Regions from separate parts of the Oryzias latipes genome. Here region 1 is linked to region 2. The links are chromatin contacts, called in public Hi-C maps. All regions are on one chromosome and are shown on one strand. The core of a region is the stretch at or near the end of the contact, and the rest is flanking DNA. Distances in the headings are between cores, read along the strand shown. Region 1 has its middle 17 kb from the start of LOC101170797. Region 2 has its middle 17 kb from the start of LOC111946664.

Evidence for each region. A called contact is a pair of places that touch in the nucleus more often than the background predicts.
Region 1: a contact with region 2 is called in a Hi-C map of embryo, with 2.5 times the contacts expected there. The contact joins two enhancer-like sites. A contact is called at or near these places in 3 of 5 Hi-C or Micro-C datasets (embryo and gastrula embryo).

The regions. Positions count from the first base shown.
Region 1 is chr20:18,637,367-18,641,788 of ASM223467v1, forward strand. No RefSeq gene overlaps it. Among protein-coding and RNA genes, the nearest start is that of LOC101170797, 17 kb to the right of the region's middle. Within about 2 kb of position 1,520, at least 1 of the 8 cell types and tissues checked has an H3K27ac peak or open chromatin away from gene starts, as enhancers often do. A contact at or near this core is called in embryo, where this site is marked.
Region 2 is chr20:18,492,059-18,496,200 of ASM223467v1, forward strand. No RefSeq gene overlaps it. Among protein-coding and RNA genes, the nearest start is that of LOC111946664, 17 kb to the left of the region's middle. Within about 2 kb of position 2,668, at least 1 of the 8 cell types and tissues checked has an H3K27ac peak or open chromatin away from gene starts, as enhancers often do. A contact at or near this core is called in embryo, where this site is marked.

The sequences.
Region 1 (4,422 bases), core at 270-2,769, 140 kb after region 2:
CATAAATTAATAAACAATGGTTACTCTAAAACTAGAAAGATGATCATTTATCACTTCTTTCAGCCATCGTGTACAAAAATCAAATAAAATAATAGGGATTTTAACTTTAGAAAATAATAAAATACTTTGAATTTATTTATTTATTTATTTGCAATGACCATATGGGGTTTCATAATATCAAGATAAAATATAAGTGTGAATTATTTATAAATAAATAAGGTCAAAAAGTTTGTGACTCAACCAGAAATTTTTGACGTTCTTGTGCTCAGTCAGCTGGGTATTGAACATTTAGAGCTACATGAAGTAGCTTTAAAAGAACTGAGCGAGAACATGAGTCTTGCTGTATCGCAGCAGAGTTCAGAGCGCTCTCTAAGTGGAATTCTTAACTATGGGACCCCTTCACAGCGAGGAGTTTGTGTTTACATAAAAGAGCAGAGCGAGGTCTGGGATATTGCACTCGGGACTGGGCCATCCCAATCCTCTGTCTGGGCGGAATGAGAGAACATGGAAGCTAATGCAACAAATAAAAAAATGTGTGTTTTTGTTTTTTTTTTTCCCACAGATGAAAGTTCCCAGTTTATATTTAAAATGAAAAAGGTTTGCTTGTGTGTGTTTGTGTGGGTGGATATACACACTGTATTTCTCTAACAAATAGAATAAAATGATGAAGTTTTACTAAAAGTGTGTTCCTTGCTCTTGATTGTACATATTTGAACAAATATGAAACACAATAACGAGTTTTTTAAAATCATAGGAAATAGGAAATACTAAAGTTTGAGAATCAAATTTATCATTTCATGTTCATGTACATTTTCTTGTAAATTCATTTTGAACAGTTTAAGATTATTTTATTCTTTACCTAGTAAATTATGAATGTGCAAATGAATGTGTTAAACTAGTTGAATGTGGTTTGAATGAAAAATAAAAACTAGACTTCCCTGGCACCATACACTTCTGATACTTTTTGGTAAAAAAAAAAAAGACATTGAAAAAGAAAATAGCTTCCATAATAGAAGTACATAATAAAATTGAAGCTGCCAGCATATCAAGTCAATTCTTTAACAGCTGATGTACAGTCTGCCCACAGAAATGCAAGACCAATTTTGCTCAAAATTATTTTAAAATAAAGTTATGAAATTTTTTGGGTCAAATGCTTACTTTAAATCAAGTTTTACTGTGTGACTGAATGTGCTAAAAAAGCACCAACAAAGACATTTACAAAAAAAGATTGCTTGTTAGATAGGTTGAATCTGACTCATACTTGGTCATTTTTGCCATCTTTTTGCAGCATTGATTGTTTCCTTTCTTCTTGTGATTATCCCCCCCCCCCGGCCCCTTCACTCCCGTCTCTTCGCATGACACTGAGCACACATACCGCTCAGAGTCCATGGAGTTTTAGTCTGACCTGTCCACATTTTCCCAAGCCTGTCACTGCACTCCCAACATCCCTCTAAGTAGTGCTTCACACTTGGGCACCTTCCGAGGCTGCAGGGTCCATTTTACCGGAGAAGGATGTGCTGGTGCTCTACTGCCCTCCTATGGCTGCTGCCGTGCTCACACTTGACACGTACAGCACTGAGGAGAAGGAGTGAGGAGCAGAGGACTGGCCGCGTCGAGGCCAACAGGCTGAAACCTCCAGACTGGAAAACAAGCCGAATCAGATGTCTCCAAGCATAGGTGTGGAAGGTGTGGCTGAACTCAGTTAGCTTCCATGATGGATGCTAAGGTCATCCCCTGCTCCTTCTTGATTCACTCACAGCTGGTTATGGTTACATGCCAAAGAGACCTGTTCTCGTTTTATTTTTACGCAAGCATGCAAAAATGCACAAATATGGTGAGAAACCAAGCACAAAAGCTGCATATAGTTCATAAAGATAAATGTAGACAGTGTGCTGAGGCCCAGATGGCTTAGTCACAATGGCGGTGCAGGGCAGCCTTTGATGGGTGTGAGTGATTGATTTCAGGCTTGACTGGCTCTGATAGAGTCACCTCAGGAGGCGCTTGGCAACCACAGGCCCACGCCAGAGCCTTCCTGCAAGAAACAAGATGGAGCTGAAATTTGCTGGATGCCCAGCAGCTCCATTCCCATCCCCATAGAAGTCCAATACATTCTGGGTACTTTCAACCACTGGAATTGGATAGATTTTGTCACTAGCTTCAGCTCTCGATGGCAAAGCGGTTTACAGTGGCGTAATTGGTCATTCAATATATCCCAGCATGTAAGCCTCAACACAAAACACATCTATTTCAAAGTGTTTCTTCTAAATGTTTGAACTTTTTCCCCTTTTCTCAGAAAAGCGTAAATGCAATTTTGCAGCCGTGATTTAGTATCAAATCCAGTGATAAAGCCCAATTTGCGTGGGATAGAATCCTCGAAAAATAATTCTGCTTGATTGTATATCCATATGGCTTTTCTTTTGTTGCTTTATGCTCGACTGAAACGCTGTAATTTGCCCTGCGTGAAGATATTGAGCGATGGCTGTAATGGAATACGGCTGTCATCTTGGGGTGACATTTTCAGCACTGCCACTGTGCAGCGACTGACTCCGCTGAGCTCACTGGGCAGGAGGGCACCCTGTGCGAGAGGAACATATTTGCCCCGGAGTCATCTCTGTTACCCGCTACAGTATGACATGATTTGACAATCAATTAACTGTCCCTGCGCTAAACAAGACCCGGCGATTAAAGCTGGTCCGTGACGTCAGGGAAGGCTTTCCTGCGTTGGCAGCCATGTCAGGTTGAAAAGGGAGTTCAGACTGAGAATAAAAAAAGTAAAATAATAAATAAATAAAGAGTTTAATCCGGTGGAGCTATACAGGTATACACAAGGTGGGTTTTTATTTAGTCTTAAACATTAGTCAGCATTTGTTTTTCTTTTGGTCCAACAGGATCTATTTTTCCCCACATATAAACCATTTAAATAAAAATAAATTTATGGACAAATTTCAGTATTTTTTATTAAAGTAAAACAGTGCTGCAGAATCTATCAAAACAAAAAATCTCATCCGGAAAACTCCATGTAACTTATTTATTTTTTCTTTTTAACTCTTCATCACATCACCTAATTACTTTAACTAAAAAAACACACTAAATCACAGTGTCAGTAGCTTTTCACCATAATAATTACCATTGTGATGACATTAACATCCGGCAGGTACATTTGGCCTCATTTGAATAATTAACATTTTAACACATGCTGCTCTTTTTCATTTTTTGTCTTTTTATTTTTTTTAATCATCTTCATTTCCTTCATTTAATTGCGAGTTTATCAAGGGTGAGAATGATGAGACCAACGTATAATTTACCAATCACTTCTCTGTGTTTTTGAAATTGTATCTTACAAAAATATGGTTCAATGTTAAAGCGGATTCTGTTTAAAATAAATCAAAGCCATTACTCCTAATATTTAAAAGCTAGAATAGATTTAAAAGCAGAAATTAATGCGGTGTGATTTAAATCGTTAAATGATATGCATGACACTGCTGATGCCAAACTTACTATTGAGGGATCATTTTCAAAAGGAATCAACGTCTAAAACCTCCCTTTTTCACCTGCAGACTTACAGTTTTAGTCAAGATATATGAGAAAAGAGAAGAGAGTAATGCTGCCACTCACGCAGGCCCGGATTCAAAAAGACATATATCTCGCTGGAGACACAGGGGCGGGCAGCGAGGTGACAGAGAGGGCAGGGCAGCTCTGCCCGCCTGGGGAGTTTGGCATGTGCCCTCCTTGGGCCTCCTGCAGGCATGGGGTCAAAGTAAATAAAGGAGCGATGCGGACCGCCTCCAGCAGCCGCTTTTCCACCCTTCATCCCACACCCCAGCAACAGAAATCGGCCTCTTTATGCGGTGACCACGCCCTCCTGAAGCCATCCATACCTCTACTGCCACATGCTGCCTTTTCTGCATTCTCCTGCTCCGTGTTCAGACATGAGGCCAAGGCCCCTTCTCAACAGTTTGTAACAGTCTAACACTGAAGCACAGCCGGGAAGCTTGAATATGCCGGCTCCAGTGGTGGCGTTAACATCGATTCACCGTGTGCGCAAAATGGGTACAAATGCAAACTCATACCTCCAAGATATAGACGGCTGTGGCCACGCATGAACTTACATTACAAGCCTGAACCTGCGAGAGGAAACCGTGTAACAACCGACACGCACGTGAAAAGTCACGCATGCTCCTGCTGTTCCCCCAACGTATGTGGACGCAGAGTCACACAGCTTCTTAGGTAATGAAATCCATGGTTGTAATTCACTGGAACATGGGTGGAGAAAGTACAAACCCTGATGCAGAGCAGAGGGGGGGTGGTGGACAAGGAGTTCACATTCCCCAATAGGTTTAGAAAGTGAAAAACTGCTTTACACGTAATAAAAAACAATAGGTAGCCAAATAGCCTGTTGAGCTCATAGCAGGAAACACAAGA
Region 2 (4,142 bases), core at 1,418-3,917:
AATGGTGCGTTTGAAAATGAAGCGCTCAAGACAACAAAACACACAATTTTATGACATAATAGTGGATGAAATTATTTAAATATATTTTACACTTTTGACACTTTAAGCACAACTTTAGCTGAGCAAACACACTGCTACTCACATTGTTCTGCTTTAATACATCTGTTTTAACAAAAAGTACAAAATTGTCCCAGGATCACATTAAAAATGTGCAATTTAAGGGAGAATTAAAGTACTTTTTTTAAACTTTGTTAGTCATTTCATCACAGAATAGTTATATTTTTTGAATTAAAGTAAAGCTAGATCTCCTCGTATTCTGATTTTAAGGATTGTCAAACAAAAAATTAAAGCCTACAAAGTCGCAAGTGTAGAGAATCAAAGGTTTTCACATCCAGGACTTTCTCTTTGTTGTATCCAGGCTGTCTTTTGTCTGTCCTCTGACTATTGTGACAGGACACAGAGACTTCTAAAGGCCAAAGTTTCTTATTAAATTATTTCTGGGTGAGATGAAACACAGACTGAATAGAATCATTAAAGTTCACCAGTTTTAAGAATGCATGCGGCGCGCTGCCGTCTGCTGCGAGATGAAAAGCTGTGCGTTGTCATGCTCCTTCAAAACCTTTAACTCGCCGTGAAAAGATATGACATCAATCCTGGCAAAAACACAAGGGAGAAATGAACGATACCATTGTGGTTTTTCAACATCAATCATGCTCAATGCTTCGGAAAAACAATGCATTTTTGTTTGCATTTCAGAGGTGACAAACAACACTTGTGACTGGCTCAACATTGTCAATTCCCATTATTCAAAAACTTTGAAGCAAATCAGAAATAAACTGCAGCACTGTTGCTAGGCAGCTGAGTTCTCCTGACATGGTGGTTAGTTTTTCTTTCATTGCTTGACAAGAGCGAAGTGAAAGGAGTTTAGAAAAACTTGCTTAAGGCGCTCAGAGGAAAGGGATAATTGGAGTCTGTGGATTGTGTAGCAGTTCTTGTGTGAAAACTTCACCAACTGCAGACAGAGGGAGTTGGACGCAACAAAATTTTGCCTCTTGTATACAAACTTGACCCCGGGACCACTGCAGGGCTTTCCACACTTCATTTGCAGAGTGTTTGCCCCAGCGTGGCCCAGGGCCCAGTGTCAACACTGCAGTGTGCTACTACCCACAGGTGAGAGTGCACTTGAGAGCTGTGGCAACTGTGACAGTGCTGCTGTTTTATTTAAACTGGTTCAAAGTAACAGCATTATTAAGAAGGATGGGATAATATTTGTGTGTTTTAAAGTCCCCACTCTAATCATCTTTTGGTTGGTTTTAAAAGTGTTCCCAGTGATCTTTTGAAAATGGTTATGCAGTTTTTAGGCAAAAATATATATATATATATATATATATATATATATATATATATATATATTTTGTTGTTTTCGAGGACCTATAGTTTTTGCAGAGTGGCAGGGGTTCATTAGAAATTCACTCCTGAGTTGTAGGGGGAGCTGTTGGCATGAAGTAAGCCTTCCCTGACTTCCCATCATTCATCTATTTACATTCTAACAGTTCCGCTGCAACAAAAATGGTAAGCAATTTTGGAGCTATCCAGCCGATAAGTTTTGAGCCAGATGCCAGCTCAGACAAGGAAAACATTGATGTGCACGGATATATGTGTCTACAAGTGGATGCATCGGAATGGAGTGGAGCTTGTGGCCTGCTGTTGGAGCACCTACGTCACTCCTACAAGCTATTTCAAGCTGCATTTTTTTCCTCTTATTCTGAATAAAGCAATTTTAAGATTAATTTTCTTTATATGTGTCTTCCATCATGAGGAAGATTCAACAAAAACATGTTAAAAATATGATTTCCATTGGAGTGGGTCTTTAAGACTAAACATGATCAATGGAGGTGATTGTAACACAACAGCCCTGGTCAATTTCCCGTTAGCGTCTCTTTAAAAAAAGAGAACCTCGTTAAGTAAACAATATGAAGGGTTTATGCCTTAATGACCCACTGAGGAGCTCAGCCTGCAAAAGTGCACACCCAGTTTAAGAGGGAACCAATTAATGCTGGATTAACATTCATGGTTATTTACAGTTGCCTTTGTGCTTGTTTCTGTCCTCCGACTTCCACACTGAGCGGTGCATGAGAGGAGCAGGGTGGTGGGGGGGAGATGGAGGTGGTGCAGGGAGGGTGGGTGTTCAGAGAATGGGGGGTTGTTTGGACGCAAGAGGTGCAGCGAGGTGGCTGGGTCCATTGTGAGGACACCACCTCACTCATTATGCCCTCTCAATCAGCACTCCTGCTCACAGGAAGCCCCTGTAAAGCCCATCTGCCATGGCTAATCTACAGGCAGCCCTGCGCTTGCGCCTGGGCCCGCTACCCTCCGTTGCATTATTCTCAGATCCAAAGCGTCGCCAGGGATCAGCCAAAGCCCATTAAAGTAAATAATAGCCAGAAATGACAGGCTTAGCACGGATTGGGGAGGAAGTTGAAGACCAGTTTGAGCTGTAAGCTCTGATTATTAGAGAAAAGCATTTTGAGGGAAAGTGAGGGAGAAAGCAGGAGACAGAATGGAGGAAAAAAATGACCTTAGCCTGCTGCAAAGAGAATTCCTCAACCTCAGGGTTGTTAGGGCTAGCGCTGCCATCTGAGGCATTAGCAATCCTTGAGCTCCTTTTGCTTTGATGAAGCTTAGACGGGATGGGGTGAAAGGAGGGTGGGAGGTGATGGGGAGTACGGGTGATGAGGCATGCCGCAGCGTTCTGGGGCCTCAGGACTGAGAAATGTCAAAAGTAAATCTCAGCAGTGAAAAAAACAAGTTTTTGGGGTCAGAGTGTGTTCTTCATACCCTTAAAGGTTACCCTTTGTTTTCCTTTAAACATATTATTTTTCCCGGCATTATAATCTCGATTTATTTATCTATTTAGTTTTGGTTCAGATTGGTGCACTTTTATCTGTTTATTCAATCATTTTTAATAAAATATCGTAACTTTGACTTTAAAATGAAACGTATGTCATATCTGATCTTTTAAATTTGATTAATTCAATACAAGCTTTTTATTTGCGTTGTTTTTGTGTCATCGCCAAAGCGATTTTCTCCACAAAATTGTCATTTGCAGTGGAAGTGAGCCTGTTGGTTACTTTGAAAAGGCTGCTTCGTCATGGTCAGCTTGGGGTTAAATAATTAAAGCTGCTTCATGGAGTCGAGTTAGTGTCAAGTTAGGCATAGAAGCTAATGGTTAGGTTAAATAAAAGGGGTAAATAAACAGATTTGGTTAACGCTCTGGCATCACAGCACGCTTCGAATTTCTTGTTTTGAGATTAGAGTCTTGCATGAAAGGGATGCTTTTAGAGCAAGAAATTAAAGGTCAGTAGAAAATAAAATGAACAGAAATTGGAAAAAAAGACCAATTTCTTTGATCTCTGAGGTGTTTGAGAGTGCTTTCTCAAGTGTTTATCCAAAAAACCCAACTCCACATTGTACTTGAGCTCATGCCTGGGATTTAACGTGATTTGTCACCGGGCTAACAGTGGAGATGGTCTATGAGAGATTATGTGAAGCAGGTCCACCTCTGCTTAACTACTGTAAAAATTGCTTATATGCCTGTGAAGGAATTGGAATGCATTCAGGAAGTGACTGTTCGGAATTCTCCGAACAGAGTGGAAGAAACAACTTACTGCTGCATGAAAGGCACAGTCTTCCAGTTTAGTTTATCTGGATCTTTAAGATGTTTGAGATGGGAAAGAAGAAAAAAAAAAAACGTCTGCTTCAGAGATGTAATGAAGAATTTAAGATCCCTCCAAATGTTTTATTGACAAAACTACAAAAAGAAATGATAGAAACTGACAAGGACTCTGGGGAAACACTTAGGTTTTCTTAAAGAAGTGTTTAATGGTATTGATTTTTATTGTTCGGTGAACAGTGTGAAGCCTTTGACTGTTTTATTGAACGGATTTAGAGTCATGCTTTTAAACACAGAAAGGAAGAAGACTTTTTAGTTCGCAGATTAAATCCATCAAACAATGTGTGCGTTGAATTTTAATAACCCCGCTGACAATCAGATGCGTTGCACGCAGCTGCGCCTGGATCCCAAACGCTGCTGTTCTGCTTTTTACAGTAGCTGCTCCCTTTAAACGCCTCTTATGTCATAT